Regions from separate parts of the Mus musculus genome. Here all the other regions are linked to region 1. A link is a contact called in public ChIA-PET and promoter capture Hi-C data. All regions are on one chromosome and are shown on one strand. Each heading gives the region's core, a stretch centred on a gene start, on an enhancer-like site or on the middle of the called end of the contact. The rest is flanking DNA. Distances are from core to core; before and after follow the strand shown. Region 1 holds the start of Pim2 (proviral integration site 2). Region 2 holds the start of Was (Wiskott-Aldrich syndrome). Region 3 holds the start of Glod5 (glyoxalase domain containing 5). Region 4 holds the start of Ccdc120 (coiled-coil domain containing 120). Region 5 holds the start of Wdr45 (WD repeat domain 45). Region 6 holds the start of Gpkow (G patch domain and KOW motifs).

Evidence for each region. ChIA-PET counts read pairs in DNA pulled down with a chosen protein or histone mark. Capture Hi-C pulls out chosen DNA fragments and counts their contacts.
Region 2: an RNA polymerase II ChIA-PET map of memory CD8 T cells shows a contact between it and region 1, with 174 read pairs. The contact joins the promoter of Was here to the promoter of Pim2 in region 1. A contact is called at or near these places in 3 of 39 promoter capture datasets (the C10 cell line, liver and neural stem cells), 1 of 484 Hi-C or Micro-C datasets (B cells), 16 of 115 datasets of contacts at active chromatin or transcription factors (the 230-238 cell line, the HPC-7 cell line, the SCID.adh cell line and 9 more) and 3 of 9 other capture datasets (adipose tissue, liver and pancreatic islet).
Region 3: a promoter capture Hi-C map of liver shows a contact between it and region 1. The contact joins the promoter of Glod5 here to the promoter of Pim2 in region 1. A contact is called at or near these places in 10 of 39 promoter capture datasets (the 3T3-L1 cell line, the C10 cell line, embryonic stem cells and 6 more), 1 of 15 datasets of contacts at CTCF or cohesin (stem cell-derived epiblast-like cells), 2 of 484 Hi-C or Micro-C datasets (embryonic fibroblasts and embryonic stem cells), 26 of 115 datasets of contacts at active chromatin or transcription factors (the 230-238 cell line, the SCID.adh cell line, effector CD8 T cells and 12 more) and 4 of 9 other capture datasets (adipose tissue, embryonic stem cells, liver and 1 more).
Region 4: a promoter capture Hi-C map of adipose tissue shows a contact between it and region 1. The contact joins the promoter of Ccdc120 here to the promoter of Pim2 in region 1. A contact is called at or near these places in 3 of 39 promoter capture datasets (the C10 cell line, hematopoietic stem and progenitor cells and hippocampal neurons), 12 of 484 Hi-C or Micro-C datasets (the G1E-ER4 cell line, the N1E-115 cell line, cerebral cortex and 4 more), 6 of 115 datasets of contacts at active chromatin or transcription factors (the 230-238 cell line, embryonic stem cells, extraembryonic endoderm stem cells and 2 more) and 5 of 9 other capture datasets (adipose tissue, embryonic stem cells, liver and 2 more).
Region 5: a promoter capture Hi-C map of pancreatic islet shows a contact between it and region 1. The contact joins the promoter of Wdr45 here to the promoter of Pim2 in region 1. A contact is called at or near these places in 8 of 39 promoter capture datasets (the 3T3-L1 cell line, the C10 cell line, cranial neural crest and 4 more), 7 of 484 Hi-C or Micro-C datasets (B cells, the G1E-ER4 cell line, cortical neurons and 2 more), 7 of 115 datasets of contacts at active chromatin or transcription factors (effector CD8 T cells, embryonic stem cells, extraembryonic endoderm stem cells and 2 more) and 5 of 9 other capture datasets (adipose tissue, embryonic stem cells, liver and 2 more).
Region 6: a contact with region 1 is called in a promoter capture Hi-C map of liver. The contact joins the promoter of Gpkow here to the promoter of Pim2 in region 1. A contact is called at or near these places in 2 of 115 datasets of contacts at active chromatin or transcription factors (memory CD8 T cells and microglia) and 4 of 9 other capture datasets (adipose tissue, liver, macrophages and 1 more).

Annotation. Positions count from the first base shown.
Region 1 is chrX:7,876,828-7,879,872 of GRCm38.p6, reverse strand. Pim2 (proviral integration site 2) reads right to left here and starts at 1,567. Exons shown (of 6, transcript NM_138606.2): 1 at 1,317-1,567; 2 at 1,080-1,189; 3 at 195-245. The coding sequence starts at 1,554.
Region 2 is chrX:8,088,855-8,091,767 of GRCm38.p6, reverse strand. Was (Wiskott-Aldrich syndrome) reads left to right here and starts at 1,277. Exons shown (of 12, transcript NM_009515.2): 1 at 1,277-1,477; 2 at 1,784-1,924; 3 at 2,426-2,512; 4 at 2,630-2,732; 5 at 2,853-2,894. The coding sequence starts at 1,340.
Region 3 is chrX:8,016,662-8,019,822 of GRCm38.p6, reverse strand. Glod5 (glyoxalase domain containing 5) reads left to right here and starts at 1,331. Exons shown (of 4, transcript NM_027227.2): 1 at 1,331-1,406. The coding sequence starts at 1,380. All of the region lies in intron 2 of Gm39488 (a long non-coding RNA gene), which reads right to left.
Region 4 is chrX:7,740,065-7,742,764 of GRCm38.p6, reverse strand. It overlaps Ccdc120 (coiled-coil domain containing 120), which reads left to right and starts at 1,441. Exons shown (of 10, transcript NM_207202.2): 1 at 1,441-1,553.
Region 5 is chrX:7,720,871-7,723,980 of GRCm38.p6, reverse strand. It overlaps Wdr45 (WD repeat domain 45), which reads right to left and starts at 1,761. Exons shown (of 11, transcript NM_001290792.1): 1 at 1,603-1,761; 2 at 61-132. The coding sequence starts at 115.
Region 6 is chrX:7,695,761-7,698,538 of GRCm38.p6, reverse strand. It overlaps Gpkow (G patch domain and KOW motifs), which reads right to left and starts at 1,405. Exons shown (of 11, transcript NM_173747.3): 1 at 1,144-1,405; 2 at 1-46. The coding sequence starts at 1,313.

The DNA of each region.
Region 1 (3,045 bases), core at 318-2,817:
GAGTTTGAAAGGAGAATCCAGGGCTCTGGGGGAATTGTGGTGAAATCAGAACTATCACATGAAGGCAGGAATCACAGGCTGGTGGGGTTCTCATGGTTTCAGGGCCCAGGGAGTCATATGTCCCCTAGAAAAAAAGCAGTGCGTGCGTTCTGTGATGGAGTCTATGGGTCATGACGTACACCAAAGACACTCACCACGGTGGACCAGCCTAGCACACGGTTCCGGGAGATTACTTTGATGGCCACCTAGAAAAAAGGCTGAGATAAGGGGGCAGCAGGTGATCCCAGACTTCCCAATTCCAGTCTCTCCACCCGGGTATTCCTAGTTCCCATACATATCACATCCATCGGAGCTCAGATGCCCACCCAGCATTTAAGTCCTCAGAAGCAAGTTCACCTAAACATATTTACGCCTGGGCTCTCGTTAAGAAAGCATCAAGACCCCCTGAAATCCAGAACGGGAGTGAGTTGTAGTTTTTTTTTTTCCTTTTGCTTTTTCTCTCGCACTGTCTTTCTACATGCCTCCCCCCTCCCCCCGCCACGATGTTGGTTATTGAACTCAGTGCTTGTGAATGGTGGACAAATAATCTACCACTGACCCATATCCCCAGATTCGAATTCCAAGTCTTTTTGTTTTGTTTTGTTTGTTTTTTTTTTTTTTTTTGACGTCGCATGCCCTCCTCCATCATCCTCATCTCCAGGACAACTCTATCTGGATTGTTGTTCTCACGACTCCACACTTAACACCTACTTTTAAAACATCCCCACCATCTCAGACACACAAGCGCACGCACATCAATTCCATGGATCTTGGGGTCCAGTCCTGATATCTGCCCCCTCCCTAGTAGAAAGCGCCAATCTTCTAGAATTCTTGCCCTGAATCCTGCCCACCCCCATACCCACCTGGACTGCAGACACACGCGCGCACTCACACTCCTAGCAACCCTGCTCCTTATGATTCTACTACACATTTGCAGACGCAGGCTCCCCACTGAAGCAACTGGCATCCCAGTCACTGGTACCCCACCACCACCCTTCGCCAAAACACCTGACCCTCCGAGAACCCCTTGTAGGGGATACCTGACGTCTATCCGTGACGCGGTGTCCCGCGAAGACGGTGCCAAAGCCTCCCTTACCCAGGAGGGGGCCAAGTCGGTATTCGGCCTCGAAAGCTGCCCGATCCTTGCCTCCTACGCAAGCGGAGGCGAGGAAGTCAGGGTGGCGGTGTACTCTGATCCCAGCCATGACTCGCCCCCACACCAGCACCCATCATTCCAGTCCACCCAACCTGCTTGTGACAGAGGAGGCTACGCTCACCTGGAGGCTGCGTGGGGGTCACAGGGGGCGAAGGATGCCCCTGCAGAGGCTTGGTCAACATGGAGGAGGTGCTGCGTATATTGAGCCCGCTGAATCCGCTGAGCCCGCAGGGCGTGGATGCCCGGGGCAGAGCGGCCGGAGAGCCAGGGCTGGGGGGCGCCAGGGTGGAAGGCAGGGAATCTGGCGGCCCGGAAGCGCCTGCAGACGGCGCAGCGTTAAGATTCGTCGCGCGCGCCAGCCCCAACGCTACTGAGCCGGGGCACGCGCCTCCCGGGAGAGTCGCCCTGCGCGACAGACCCGCCCACCTGGCTTTGATCAATCCGGACGCGGCACCTGCTGTACCCCAGCCAATCCGAGCCAGTCCTTATTTGCATGCCACCCTCAACGTTTCAAGTGCCCCTTATGCAAAATACATGCCAGGTTCTTCCGCGGAGGAAGGGCCTGTATGCAAATGTAGGAGGGTGCGCGCGCGTGCGCGCACACACATAGACAGACGGACACACAGACATGCACGCTTCTGGGAATTCCTTTGCGACAACTGCGTTTGTTTTGGTTGTTGGTGTGGTGGGGTGTGTACACACTTTTAAAAAGCGCAGCCTCCTTTCCTAGGATGCAGGTTTGCTGCCGCCATCACCTTTGCTGCCTTGAGTTCAGTAAGGAGACAACGACAAACCAGCTTTTAAAAATCAGAGCCTGGAACTAGACAGGATCCTGTCACGTGTGTTTCACCCAAGATCAGGCAGCCTTTGCTCCAAAACTGTAATCTTATAGGAGAGCTGGTCCACTCTTCAGGGAAGGGTAAAATTCTTTACCGTCATCAAAAGGAAGGGATGCAGAGGAAACAATGGCAGTTTGGCACCTGTAGGGTGCTTTTTTGCTGCCATTATCCTATACAAACCTGGCTAGACTTGGCTCTGTTACTCAGTCTGGGTCTTGAATCTATAATGGCAGGACTTAGTTCTTGTGGGAACTACAACTTCCTTGTAAAAAAGGAGCTGGGAACTGAAAGCGAGGTCAGACTGGGCAACATAGTGAGACTGTCTTAAAAGCAAAAGGTCTTCAGGTAAGGCTGCTGACCTCAGGACTCACATGGTGAAAAGGGAGAAATGACTTCTATAAGTTGCTTTCTGACCTCCAATCGTGTGTGGAACTCACATACCCACACGTACACCAAGAACGGGAGAACCACCATTAAAGATATAGTCAGACACATTCAAGTAGACTTGTCCTAACCTAGGTGTACATGAAAATGTGTTCCGAAAAGAAACATTCAGTGATATGACTTGTACTGTCCTACGGGGGTCACTTAATACCATATGCCCCCACCAGAAATTGACAGATTTGTCACAAGCACACAAGCACCACCAGATATGTACATTCACAGAAATATTTGTGCTGCCCCAGAAATGAGAGACCCAGAGTCTGTCACAAGAATATACAGTTGTTCCACACATACACGCACTGCTCCAAAGCAGGTACGTAGTCATCCTTGGGCTCTAAATCACCACATAGATAAGCAAATCAACAAAAGCCGGACCCAATCACACACTATCAGACACGCAGCTTATCACTGAAAGTATCCAGACAAACTACAGATGTACTGTCACTGAGAGACCCACGCAAACATGCATTTCTTTCTCTCGGATACCAGACACAAACTGTCATAGGCAGAGTCCCACACTCAGTCACCATCTGATACACCTGGAAACAAGCCTCATCGGAAACAGAC
Region 2 (2,913 bases), core at 28-2,527, 210 kb before region 1:
CAGAGGCAGATGGATCTCTGTGAGTTCAAGGCCAGCCTGGTCTATAGAGTGAGTTTTAGGACAGCCAGGGCTCTACACAGGGAAAACGTGTCTCAAAACAAACAAACAAACAAACAAACAAACAAAAGCAAAGCAAAGCAAAGCAAAACAAAACAAAAACCAAATAAAACAAAAACAAAAAACAAAAAAGGGGTGGGGGTCTGAGTTTAGGCTAGAGAGATTGTTGAGTGGTTAAGAGCACTGACTGCTCTTCCAGAGGACATAGGTTCAAATCCCAGAACACACATGGCAGCTCAGGACTGTCTGTAACTCTGACACCCTCACACAGACATACATGTAGGCAAAACACCAAGGCGCATAAAATAAAAATAAATTTTACAAAAGAAAGTAATTGGGGTCTGGAGAGATGGCTCAGTGATTAAGAGCACTGACTGTTCTTCCAGAGGTCCTGAGTTCAAATCCCAGAAACCACATGGTGGCTCACAGCATCTGTAATGAAGATCCAATGCCCTCTCCTGGTGTGTCTGAAGACAGCGACAGTGTACCCGCATACATGAAATAAATAAATGAAAAAGAAAGTAATTAGGGAGCTACAGGGGGCAAGAGTAAAAGATGGGGAAGTGAGTCATGGCCTTCTATATCATTGGCAACGTCCAAAGCTAGAGATTAGTTCATATGCCTTTTTTTTTTTTTTTTTTTTTTTTTTTTTGGTTTTTCGAGACAGGGTTTCTCTGTATAGCCCTGGCTGTCCTGGAACTCACTTTGTAGACCAGGCTGGCCTCGAACTCAGAAATCTGCCTGTCTCTGCCTCCTGAGTGCTGGGGTCAAAGGTGTGCGCCACCACGCCCGGCTCAATATGCCTTTAAAAGGAAAAGCTGTAATGCAATGGCCCTTTAGCACCTGGAGCCTTAGATTCAACCCCAGGCCAAGTCGGTGCTTTTGGAAGACGGAAGGAGGCTACACAGACTTGTGACTACTCTCTGCGTAGCTACCCTGAAGGAGAAGCTCTGCAGATGGCGTAGCTCTCCCTCAGTGTCCGACTAGAGCAAGGCTGATCTAAGCCTGTCAGAAGGAAATGGCCCCGCACAAAAAGGGAGAGGACGTTGGGAAGAAAGAAGAAAGGAAGATGCCCTGAGCTCATTACAAACTTGGATCTAGCCACGCAAATGGAGGAGGGCCCATGCCTGTCCTAGAGAGGAGAACAGGCCCTCTGGGGGGCCCTGGAGGACTTATTTCCCTTGTGGTTTATTGTACTTCCTGTTCCCCTGCTCACTGCGGAAGTTCCTCTTCTTACCCTGCACCCAGAGCTTAGCTGGAGAGGACTAAGGCAGAAGGCAGCATGAATAGTGGCCCTGGCCCTGTAGGAGGCAGGCCTGGGGGCCGAGGGGGACCAGCCGTTCAGCAGAACATTCCTTCCAACCTCCTCCAGGACCATGAAAACCAGAGACTCTTTGAGCTTCTTGGCCGAAAATGCTGGGTGAGTTGGGAGATCTCCTGGTCCTCCCAGTCTCCCTCCCTCTCCTCTTCTTCCTCTCTACTTCTTCTTCCCCGTTCTGCTTCCTCCTCTTACCCATATTTCCCTTCTCCTTGTTCCCATCATCCCTGTATCCCCCTTCTCCCCATCTCCTCTCCTCAGATTCACTCACTCCCCATTATCTTGATGTCTACTCCCCTTCCTCCTGGCTACAGCTCTTTCCCCAAGCTCATGAAAGCCACAGGCAGGCAAGGACCAGGCCTGGTGACCCATGAGCACACTGCACTGACCCCTGCTCTCCCCTCCTAGACACTGGCTACCACAGTTGTTCAGCTCTACCTGGCACTGCCCCCTGGAGCTGAGCACTGGACCATGGAACACTGCGGGGCTGTGTGCTTCGTGAAGGATAACCCTCAGAAGTCCTACTTCATCCGCCTTTATGGCCTACAGGTGACCCCATGCCCCACTGGACAGGAAAGCTAGTTCCCAACTTACAAAACCAGTTTTTGTCCACAGCTCCAAGCCTTCACTCATATCAGTGACCCCCTGAGCTCCAGAACCAAAGACCAATACAGATCCCAAGTTGTGTTTTTCTCATTCTGAGTCTAAGAAGACGGACCTCAGAAGGTTTATATCAAGACTTAGATCTGCTCCACAAATACCTGAGCCTCAGCCTCAAATATGTTCTAAATCATGTTGAATACTCTTAGAACTGGAATCTTAAATTCACAACGTGGAGCCTTCAACTCCTACATATAGGCTTTGGCTCCCAAACCCATATCTCTCATATCGGTGTCTGACTCTCAGACACCTAGAACCCAAACTCTGATAGTGAGCTGAAGCTGAAGAGCTTTAAATAAAACCCCGGGACACCAAACCTGGACACCATGCTCCAGTGGTCTGCCACCCAAGATGCCTGGATTTCAGCATGCACCTCCCCCCACTTTCCAGGCTGGTCGGCTACTCTGGGAACAGGAGCTGTACTCTCAGCTGGTTTATCTCACTCCCACCCCGTTCTTCCACACTTTTGCTGGAGATGTAAGTGAGCAGCTTGTGCATCCTTGCGCTGCAGTTGGGGGGGATGGGGAGGAGATGAGAAAGTCCCGGGGATGTGGGGGGCGTACTAGAAGTTTGCTGACCCCAAGGCATGTATAGGACTGTCAAGTAGGACTGAACTTTGCGGATGAGAGTGAAGCCCAGGCCTTCCGGGCCTTGGTGCAGGAGAAGATACAAAAAAGGAATCAGAGGCAAAGCGGAGGTAAGGAGGCCTTGGTGGGAATTGGGGGGAGGTAGGTTAGACAGAGGTGAGTGCACGGGTGTGAGGCTGGAAAAGCCCCTCTCATGGTTTTGGCTCTCAGTCCACCCTATTTAACCACAGAAAGACGCCAGCTACCACCACCACCAGCACCAATCAATGAGGGTGAGTCCTCTCGTTCAAA
Region 3 (3,161 bases), core at 82-2,581, 140 kb before region 1:
TTTTCCAGAGCTGAGGACCAAACCCAGGGCCTTGCACTTGCTAGGCAAGTGCTCTACAACTGAGCTAAATCCCCAACCCCTGCAATTTTTTAAAATTTTATTTTCAGAGATGATCTTAATGATTTGCCCAGGTTGTCTTGAATTTTTTTAAAACATTATTTTATGGGCAGACATATTTTGCTAGCATGTATGTCTTTGTACCACTTGGATGTACGCTGCCTGAGGAGGCCAGAAGAGGGAGTTGGATTCCTAGGGACTAGAGTTATAGCCCTCACCATGTTGGGGCTGAGGATTGAACTGTGGTCCTCTGGAAGCATAGCCAGAGCTCCTAAGCTTTAAGCCAGTACCCTGGCCTCAAATTTTTGCTCCTTTTGCTCCAGCCTTTTGAGTAGCTAGGATTATAGGCCTTGGAAATAATTTTTAAAGGAAAACCATATGTTTAATAACACCCAGGGCACCCAGGTATGTACCCAGAGGCAAAAATCTCAGACTCACCTAACCCTGGTCCTGATAGGTAACCCATAGATAGAAAGCTTGTGAAAGCGAAGCAAATAGTGGTGGGGTGGGGAGGGGACCAAGCGTGGATAGGAATTGTGAGGCTTCAAATACAGCGAGACCCCCTTTCAAAAAAAAAAAAATCTTAGCTCAGGACTAGAGAGATGGTTTAGCAGTTAAAAGCATCTGCTGCTCTTCTGGAGTACCTAGGTTTGATTCCCAATCTGCATGTGGTAGCTAGCGTACAACCAGTTGTCTGTAAGGCCAGTTCCAGGATATCCAATGCCATCTTCTATCCTCTGCAATCGGAAAGCATGAATGTAGTGCAGAGACATGAAAGCAGGCAAAACACCCATAGCCATTTAAAAGAATCCTCACTCAGCTGCAGACCCACAAGCAACTCTTTCAGACACTCCATCCTAGTCACACACTACAAGGTGGATCGGAGCTCTCTCATAGGGCACTGCTAGTCTCAACACTCTCGATGGGTGCTTTCCTGGTTTTCTGTGTTCTTATGGATGATTGCTTAGCAGGACGTGACACATCTGGCAGTTGACAGAGAAGGACCATTAGGGACCAATCTCAACAACTTATCAAGACCCTCAGCTCCTCAAAAGAGGAAGCACTTATATTTGTACTTTTATTCTCAAGGCTGGCAGTGTTTGGCTTGGTTTTGCACTGCTAGAAGTAGAACCCAGGGTTTCTTCAGCACTGTTGTACCACTAAGCTGTACCCCGAGTTTCAGTTAGTCTTCCTGCTTTTCACCTCCTGCCTCTGTCCACACCCAATGTCCTCAGCTAGCACCTCCCATTCCTGCCCCTTGATCTCCAGGCACAGAGCCAGCCTCAGCCCCAACCTACCTGCCTTCCAGTCTACCAGGAAAGATGTGTGATCCAACATCTGAAAGTCAGGTAAGTGTGGGGTCGTGGAGGCTTTGGGGCATGAGTATTGACCAGGCTGGGGGTACCCAACCTGGGTCTGCTGACTTGCTTTCCTTCTCAGGGACACCCTTGTGGCTTTAGCTTCCTTGGGCTTTTCTTAAAGATAACCAGAGGGCAGCAGAAGCCCTGCTTGGGCTTGTGGAGGGCTCGGGTTTAAGGGTTGGCCGCTCTCTCTGGGTGCTTCACTGGGGAGACAGTTCAGCTTCAGACACGTAGAGACACCCAAAGGTGGTTCCTGGAGAATGCCCATGAGGCACTCAGGACAGAGCTGTGTCAGAAGGGCCCCCGAGAAACAATGACCTTGAAGCTGGTCAAAAGACTCAGAGGCCCTGAAAGGCTGGAGGGAACCTTTAAGAGGACTCTGGAGCAGACCAAAGGAGGGAGGCCGTGCTGTCCAGGGCACTGACTACTCAGAGAAATGGATGAGCTTATTTTCTAGACCCTCAGCACTGGGGGTGCCCCAAAAGCAGTACTTCGGGGGAACCATGCAGATAGAAATGCAGATTGCAAAAGTAAAAATAAAAAATAAAAAATCCTAGCTGGGTGTGGTGGTGCACTCCTTTAATCCCAGCATTCAGGAGGCAGAGGCAGGCAGATTTCTGAGTTCGAGGCCAGCCTGGTGAGTTCCAGGACAGCCAGGGCTATACAGAGAAACGCTGTCTCGAAAAAAATAAAAAACAAATCAAATAAATAAATAATAATAAAATAAAATAGAAAATCCTGAAAGTCAGTGACCGGAACTGGGAAATGAACAGCTTTGCTTAAACCATTAAAATAAATAAGAGGGGAGAGATGAGCACAGAGATGGAAAGAGAAAGCAAATGTGCAATAAAAATCGGCTATGTTCAGGGCTGCTGCTTCAATCAGATTCAGAAAATACTAGTAATTTCTCTTTACACCATAGACACGAGGAGAAAAGCATAAAGTAGTTATATCAGGAACTAAACAGGGCGCTCATACAGATTCAACAAACATTTTCAACAGGACTATTTTTAATTCATGTGTATGTTAGTGCAGCTGCCTATAGTGGCCAGAAGAGGGCACCAAATCCCGTGGAGTCGGGGGTTACAAGCCTTTGTAAGCTGCCTAGCATGAGTACTAGGAATCAAATTCTGGTCCTTTGGGAAAGCTGTGAACACGGAGCCCCAAATAGGATTGGAAAACCTAAAACAAAATATACAGCTTTCTCTTCCAGGGGCCTGAATGCCCCTTAGTTACTTCTTTGGTTAGTTGGTTGGTTTAGGGTTTGGGAAACTGACTGTTTCCCAAGTAGATATCTGAATGGCTCGCATGCACAGACATTTTTCCTTTAAAACAATTAATTTTGTGCCAGGAGGTGGTGGCACAGGCCTTTAATTCCAGCACTAGGAAGGCAGAGGTAGGTGGATCTCTGAGTTTGAGGTCAGCCTGGTCTCCAAAGTCAGTGTGAACAGCCAGGACTGCACAGAGAAGTCCTGTCTCAAAAAAACCAGACAAACAAAACCCCCATTTTTTATGCTATGTGTATGAGTATCTTGCCTGCAATGAATACATGTGTACCACGTGTATGCAGTGATTGTAGGGGCCAGTACAGTTACAGACAGTTGTGGACCACCACGTGGGTGCAGGAAACCGAACCCAGGTCCAGCAATATACCCTCGTTCTGTAGTTTTACTTTGTTTTGGAGAAAAGGTCTCACCGCAGTGCTTAGTTGATCTTGAAACTCGTCATTCTCCTGCCTCAGCT
Region 4 (2,700 bases), core at 192-2,691, 140 kb after region 1:
CAACCTCGTCTACAAAAAAGTCCAGGACAGCCAGGGCTCTGTTCCACAGAGAAACCATGTCTTGAAAAACAAAAACTTAAGAAAAAAAATCCATTTCCCAACATGCTTGGTGGCCTCCTGCAAGGGGGGTGGGGAGGGGTCCATGGCTGCCAAGAGGATGTCAGCTTGCTCCTTGCCTCCACTAGCAGTCCAAAGGAGGGAGAAGGGAGGAAGGAGATGGAAAGGGCCTTTGTGTTCCACACATACATTTCATAACCCGGAAGAAAGGTGGGCACCTGGGGCAGCAGGCCTTGATAACATGTGACTGGGGGAACTCTTCTCTAGGCTCTCCTCCCCAACAGGGAACACCCCTAAAACCCTCCCTGTTCATACATGGCAGCGGCTGCTATAGGGGTTAGGTTTGGGTTCTGAGGTCACAAAATAGATTGTCTTACCTGGAGTACAGCATGTTTGGTATGTGCCCAAGACAAGCTTAGGGCCCAGGTAGGGTTGTGTTGAAGGGCATTAGAGGGACTTAGAGTTTTCAATTTATTTCCCTGTCTGCTTCGCTCCAGGCTAGAAATGTTAACAGGGAGAACATGGATAAAGTTGAGTCTTCGTATTCTTTCTCCTTTCAGGAGTAGCCAGTGGCTCCTCTAGCGCAGGGCCCAGTCTAGTACTCTGGTTCTGCTCCTTCTTATGGTTGTTTTTGTTTCTTTGTTTGTTTGTTTCTGTGTAGCCCTGGCTGTCCTGGAACTAGTTCTGTAGACCAGGCTGGTCTCGAACTCAGAGCTGCCTGCCTCTGCCTCCTGAGTGCTGGGATTAAAGGAAGGTGTGTCCCACCCCAGCTGGCTCTTTCCTGTGCCTTTACATTAGTATGTTCTCAGTCAGGCCTCCCATTTCTACCATGGCTCAGAGCTCAGCGGAGGCTGGCTCTGTGCCGCCCCTCAGGTTGTAGGGTATAGATGATGGTGTTTCCTAGGTTTATTTGTTCCTGGAGTACAGAAGGTGGGAGTGTCTTAAGATCTGGTCTCTCCTTAGAAAGGTCAACTTCTCTCTGCAGCTTAGAAAATCATCATCCTAATTATGGGAGAAATTGATCCAAGATATGTGTGTGTGTGTGTGTGTGTGTGTGTGTCCATGTCTATGTCTGTTTGTCTATTTCACAGTTTCCTAGCCCCCATGTCCCGGGGTGTAGGCAGGCTCCAGTGGCCTGGGGATTTGGGCAGTGGCTCCTCCCACAATTCTTAGAGCTTATTGGCCAGTTATCTCTTAGATATCCGCAGTGAGGAAAGCATTCTATGCTTTCTCCTTGACCATATTGGGCTCCCCGAGGCACCTGGTCCCCCAGACTGCCTTCCCAGGGGTGACCCTAGCCCTGGAAGCGGGCAGGTAAGGGTTAAAAGGTGTGGGCCAACCCCATCCTGTCCAGGTAGGTTGGGCCTTTACCTAGTGGGAGGTAGCCAAGACAGCAGTCACTGCTGTTCACTTGTACTGCCAGGAAAGCTAGGGCCTGGACGAGACAACTGTTCTTTTGGAAATATTTGAGGCTGCCATCCAGCACTAGGGCATTGGTGAGTACCAGCGAGCAATGGGGCAGGGCCGTGAGATAGGGTAATGGCACAGGAACTGAGGAAGTTCCCTTCTAGAGATCCAGATCTGAGGAAGGAGGACCCTGAGAATATAGGGTAGCGATAGGAGGGGTGGTGTTCAGTATGGGAGGATCAGGGGACCAGGGCAAAGCCTCACGTGTCCATTTTCCTTTCTTGATATCAAAATAATTCTTGGTTGGAAAATGGAGGAGGAAGGACGGGGCAGAGACTCAGCCTTCTCTTCTCGGCCCCTCTCCCCCTTTTTATCAGGACTAGTGCCTCAGAGAAGACGAGCTGAACCGATTAGATACCACTGTTGTTCAGGCATCTGTATCTGCTTGTCCCTCTGTTTGTTTGTTCAGCCAGAGTAATTGAAGGGGGTGTGCTGTATGTTTGGGGGAGCAATGGGGATCAGGTCCAGACTCTGTGTGCATTTGCTCAAGTGGTGGCAGGATGTGGAAATGGGGCTCTCATTGACAGTGTTGGAGTGCCACCCAGGTGAAGTATCTTGGTTGTAAACAGTCATTACAGCCAGGAATTTTTCTCAGCCGTGGTGTCAGAAGGGCAGACCTGAAAAACCTGCTGGGCCTGCCTCTGTGTGTGTGTGTTTCCCCGCATGTGCCCTCTGTAGCTCGCTTGCTGCAACCTAAGCCCGTAACAGGACCACAGAATGACAAGGCAAAGCTCTGGTGTGGGCAGGAGGGTCTCAGAGGTTCATATGAGGGCATGGTAGTGATGCTGGAATGTGGTAGATTGCCTTCTTACTATCTCTGTCTGATGTCAGGCAGTCTGAAGTTCCAAGTGTACAGAACATGGAAGAGTAGAAGCAAAGGTTCCTGAGTCAGGTATGGAGGTGTGGGGCGTTGATCCATGTCTAGCCTGCCTAGTGACCCAATGACTCATGCCATAACTATGTCCCTGAGGTCAGACTGATGGGGTGGAGTCGGGGTTCCTGACTGGACCCTGTGTCGACTCCGGGATACTCTAATTTTCTAAAGAAGGAAGGACGGAGGCCCTCTGATGTGAAACATGAGACAATGTTGGTGAACGGGTAAATGGACCCAAGGTGGGAGGAGTTAGCTTTCTGTTGGGGTGGAGAAGGGTTCAGGCAAGCCTTGTGAAAGTTTTC
Region 5 (3,110 bases), core at 512-3,011, 160 kb after region 1:
CAGAGTCATCCCTGGCCCTTCTTTTCCTTCTTTCCCACAAAGACACAATCATAAGCTTACTTTGGTCTTGGTTGAAATGTAGGCTGGTCACACCTCGAAGTGGCTGCTGAGTCATGATTCAGGACGGCCTTCCTAGGCGCAAGAAAAGACAGCATTGTGAAGAGTTCCCCAGTGTCCTCTCTGAAGTCCTACAACTTCTGTCCCCCAAATCATTTCTTCTTCCTCACCACTTGGTCTATTTTGTTTTGAGATAGGGTCTTGCTATGTATCCCTGGCTGTCCTGGTACTCCCTATGTAGCACAGGCTGGCCTTCAATTCCCAGCAGTCCTCCAGCCTCCACTTCCTGAGGGATGGGATTATAGGCGTATGCCACCACGCCTGGCTTCCTCCCCATTTTGATACTTTTCTTTGCCAGACTGTAAAAAACAAAAACAAGTGGAGGATACCTCAGAGTATCTGTTTAAACCAAGACCACAGGCAGAACGTATCCCGGCCCATAATGACAAAAAGCCTCATAACAGGCACAAACACCAAGCATGGGGTAATGGGGTAGGGAATATCCCATGGTACCTCCTCCCCCCTCCCAGCCATTCTTAGCTCTAATGTTTGATATGACCTCAAACCTCTCTACAAGCTATTCATCTGCACACCGGCACCCAACTCCACCTGTCAATAAATAGTGGAACAAAAGCTAAGGTTTCAAAAAAAAAAAAAAAAAAAACAAAAAAAAAAAAAAAAAGCTAAGGTTTCCTGCATCTTCACTGCCGTGAATGGCCCATCACCCACAGAACTGCCCTCCTCAAGCCCTTCTAACTTTACCTGGAGGCTTATTCGCCTCCAGGGTATCTCATTTACATCCTCCCATGCAGCATACTTTCCCCAAACCCTTCTCTCATATGACCAACTCTCAAGGCAAAGGCAAGCCTGAGAACCCCCTCCACTCCCTCTACTTAAGTCCTAAAGACCAATCCACACCCTACCCCACACCCGAGGCATTACTCTGACATTCCAAATTCTTCACATGTGACACATTCCATTCCCTATACTGTCTACCCACGACCCCTAAGCTTACACAATGTTACTCATGAGTCCCCTCCCCCTAAAATTTGTCCCTTTTGTCTCCATGCTATCTCTTGAAGGTTCTGCCCTAGGGCACGCTAGCCCCACCCCCTCCCAAAAAAAAAACCCATATCCTGCCTAGGAAAACCTCAACCTACCAATGCTGCTGCTGCTGCTGCTCTGACTCCCTCCCCTAAACATTCCTGCCCTAAAAACCTCGTCCTTTTTTCAAATCCCATCTCTTCCAAGACCTCTCTTCAGGCACACCTATCAGCTAAGATCGCAAATCTACTTTTCTCGCGTAAAACTTGGGTCTTGCTTCTACATGAGCCATACTCTGGAGAGCACTAGCTTCCAAGAGCCCTTTTTAAATCTATGCTCCAAATGCCCACACTAACGAAGAACCCTAATTGAAACGCCTCACCCTCTCCCAAAAGCCATGATCCTTTCCAAGACAGCACCGACTCAAGCCCCCATATCCCCAGCCATCCATCACCTGTCAAGACCTCTAGTAGAAACACCCAACCCATGACCGTGACCAACCCTTGGATCTTGCTCCAGATGCGCGTCACCTCTGCCGACTTGATCACCCCTCCCCGACCCCTGCCCTAGCCGTTGGTGCCGCCTGCGGCACAAATTTCTGACCTCCCGGGCTTTGGTGCCCAGCTCTGCTGTTTACATCAGGTCTTACTTCCGGAGGAGGGAGTCTGTGAACGGAAGTGACTCATTCTGGGCAGAGACTCCAGCCAGGGCTCTTCTCACCCACTTGGCGGACCTGTGGAGCATCCCGAGCAGTAGTAGAGTCCTCCGAGGGAAGTTCCGGAAAAAGAATGAGGGCGGATTAGGGGACTGGAGGCACAAAAGACTGCCCAAAGGCAGGACTGTCTAAGGGAACCCGGGAAAGGGCTTGCCCCCACCCCCAAACGGAAGCGGGCCAAGCATTGAACTCGTTAACTCACGGAGAGATAGAGGGGCAAACCTCCCAGGCTAACGAGTTCTCCGAGTTGGGCTAGAGTGGCTATCAATGTTTGTTTACCTTGTGGCTCTGGGTGCTCCTGGCTGGAATAAAAGATCTTGAAAGTTGAGATCAGCTTGAGTAGGGGAAAGATAAGAGTGGAATTTTACTTTCTTTTCCCCACCCTATTCCTAGCTCTTTACAAAAAGATCCTTTGTTACCGTAAAATGTGAGTGCTCCGGGCGTGATTGCTCACACACCTGTAGTGCTAGTAGTTGGCGAGGGACAGTCGAGGTTGTCTTGGGCTACATGAGGTCCTGTCTTTTTTAACAAAAGCTACAAACAGAGAATGCTTACATGGAAACACAAAAGGCCCCAAATTGCACACTGGAAATATTAGAGTGTTGAGATAAGTGCAATATGCACGACAGTTGTGAGAAATAATAAACGAGTTAGTACTGGCTGTTGAAACAGGATCGGAGGGTTTGTGCCATCCTGAGTTACAAAAAAAAGTCAATAAAAGGGAAAGAAGAATGGGGAACTACCTTGCATTTACCATAATCAGAGCCATAATAGTTAACACTCTGCTTCTGTCTTTACTTATTTTAATTTTTATGTTTTTTTTTATTTTTTTCGAGACAGGGTTTCTCTGTATAGCCCTGGCTGTCCTGGAACTCACTCTGTAGACCAGGCTGGCCTCAAACTCAGAAATCCACCTGCCTCAGCCTCCCAAGTGCTGGGATTAAAGGTGTGCGCCACCACAGCCTGGCCTAAAGACCTTTAGTCTTAATCACCCCTTCCTTTCTATAGTCCCTCCTCTATACTGACCTCCATACTTAATCCTTCTGTTGTAGTTTCCCCTGTTATCCCTTTATATGATTCTATTCTATATCCCATATCCTTAGAAGATTCCCTCCTCCCGGCTACTGTACCATTCTTTAGCTGTGCATCCACAGGCAAGTTGCTGAATCCCACTGAGCCCTGGCTTCCTTACCTATCAAATGTGTTAAACAATAATCACAGCCAACACTCCCTTTCTTTGACTGTTTCCATTTCTCTGTGTGTGTGTATACATGTGGTGCATGTGTGTGTATGT
Region 6 (2,778 bases), core at 156-2,655, 180 kb after region 1:
GATCAACGGGATAACCAGCTCCTTGGGGGCTTCTGGAGGGTTCACACTTATGTCGGGAGAGAAAAAAGGTTGGGAAAGTAGACATGTCACAAAGCAGAAATATCAGGCCGGCAGTGGTGACGCATGACTTTAATTCCAGCAGCACTCAGGAGGCAGAAGCAGGAGGATCTCTGAGTTCAAGGCCTGCCCGATCTACAGGGTGAGTTCCAGGACAGCCAGGATGCAGAGGAACCCTGTCTTGACGCCCCCTCCAAAGAAAGAAAGTATAAATATCAAGATAGAAAGGAGGTTAGGAAACAAAGAAAATCAATTTCAATGGCCAGAAAGAAAGAAAGAAAGATCAATGCCCAGTCCTATGGACCATGTTCACAGGTTACTATTCACAGGTCCACTCGTTTTTTTTTTTTTTTTTTTTTTTTTGAGACATCTCACGATTTAGCTCAGGCTGGTCTTATAAACTCTCAGTCAGCCTGGTGCAATCCCCTAGTGCTGGAATTACAACCATGGATCTCTTTAAGTATGTCTTGTGGGAATCAGCCTTAGGCCTTCAACCACAATGGCCTAAAAATCACCATCTTTAGTCCAGATTCTTCCCGGTTCCGGGCCGGCAAGCTGCCTTTTACAAGTCCCCCACTTAGGCCTTTCGGACCTTTGTTTCTTACTTAATTATACTGCTGATGGCCTCCCCAGACTTGAATTTGCCTAGTTCTCCAAATCGGAGAAGCTCCCACAATTTCAGCTGAGACAGGAAGAATCCTGTCATTTTTCCCTCCTTTCCCTTTCTCAAAAGGCACACATACTCAAGTCCCAACGACATTTTTTCTGAGGAATCTATACCTCTGGTTCTCAGGCCCCATTTCACCCACCTAACAAACCTCCCTCTTCTTGCCCTTACATTCTTATGTTCTTCCTGTTTGTTTTTTAGTTGCCCAGGCTAGCGTTCAATTCCTGATCCTCCTGCGCCAGCCTCCCAGGTCCTGACTTATAGGCGTTTGCCGCCACTCCTGGTTACCTCCATAAATTTCCCGAGGCAGTGTTTCAGGCTTTCCAGGCCACTGTCACCAGGACAAACAACTCTTACTCTGCCCTCCTGCTTAAGCCCATTTCACAGATTTCCAAAACGCGAAAGACCCGGCGTTTCACCTCTGCAGCTTCCTCCCTTCCACGGTCGCCAAGAAATCTTTCTCCTCTGGGGCCTGTCTTTCGCTATCTCCGAGGTCTGCCAGTCGCCTCCGGACAGACGTGCGAGTGAACCCGAAAGAAATTGGAGCCATTGACGGGGCAGACGGCGGCGGACTCTCACGGCCCGCCATCTTCGCTCGAGTCACAGGCGAGCGCTCCGCTTGCTGGGAAGTTTAGCTCGAGCCGTGAGGGGCTGGCCGGGAAACGTAAGAATCAATCCCAGCATGCAACGCCTCAAAGACAAGTGCCTTGTAGCCGTGGGAAACAGGAATCAGGGCGCAGAAACTCTTTGAAACGTCATAGGAACGTGCCATACGGCATCCTGGGAAATGTAGTTCTCAGTGGTATAGCCGCTGTGGAAGATTGATTAGGTTATTCCTCGGTATTCAACCGCTATGAATTCAGTTCTAGAGTATCCTATACCCTTTCCCGACATCCTCAGGCACCATGCACGCATGTGATGCACGAACATAAATTCAGGCAAAATGTTTATATACACAAAACAAAATAAATAAAACTCATAATGTGCTTCCACAATGTGAACCTTACTGATAGAGGCTGGAGGCTTCCAGGGCTAGGTCTACTTTAGCAGATGAAAGCAGTAAACCATGGAGACAACAATTACATCAGGCAAATAAAAGTTACATTTACTGCCGGGCAGTGGTGGCGCACACCTTTAATCCCAGCACTTGGGAGGCAGAGGCAGGCGTTCAGGACAGCCAGGGGTACACAGAGAGACCTTGTCTCGAACCCCCCCCCCCAAAAAAAAAAGTTTCATTTACACAAGATGACTTAATGGGTAATAGTGTCTGCTACAAAAGCTGAAGACCTGAGTTCTTGAAGATCCTACATAGTAAAAAGATAGAGTTAGCCACTAGTTGCCTCTGACGGCACCACAAGTGCCATGCTATGCATGAACACATATACATGTAAACATGAACAAATGAATAAAATATGAAAACAAATTTTATCTAATTATATGTAAAGTGAATAACTGTGCAGTGGCTGGTTTTGTGTGTCAACTTGAGACAAGCTGGAGTAGTCAGAGAGGAAGGAGTCTCAGTTGAGGAAATGCTTTTTTTTAAAAAAAGATTTATTTATCTATTATTATCTGTAGCTGTTTTCAGACACTCCAGAAGAGGGAGTCAGATTTCATTATAGATGGTTGTGAGCCACCATGTGGTTCCTGGGATTTGAACTCAGGACCCATTTGGAAGAGTAGTCAATGCTTTTAACCACTGAACCATCTTGCCAGCCCCGAGGAAATGCTTCTATAAAATCCAGCTATAGGGCATTTTCTCAATTAGTGATTAATAGAGGAGGGCCTAGCCCATTTGGGTGGTGTTATCCCTGGGCTGGTGGTCCTGGGTGCTGTAACAAAGCAGGTTGAGCATGCCACAGGGAGCAAGCCAGTAAGCAGTACCCATCCAGGTTCCTGCCGTGTTTGAGTTCTTGTCCTTCAATGATGAACAGTGATGTGAAAGTGTAAGCCAAATAAAACCTTTTCCTCCCCAACTTGCTTTTTGGTTATGGTGTTTCATTGAAGCAATAAAACCTTGACTAATATACGTAGAGAATGCAATAGAAAAATATCCA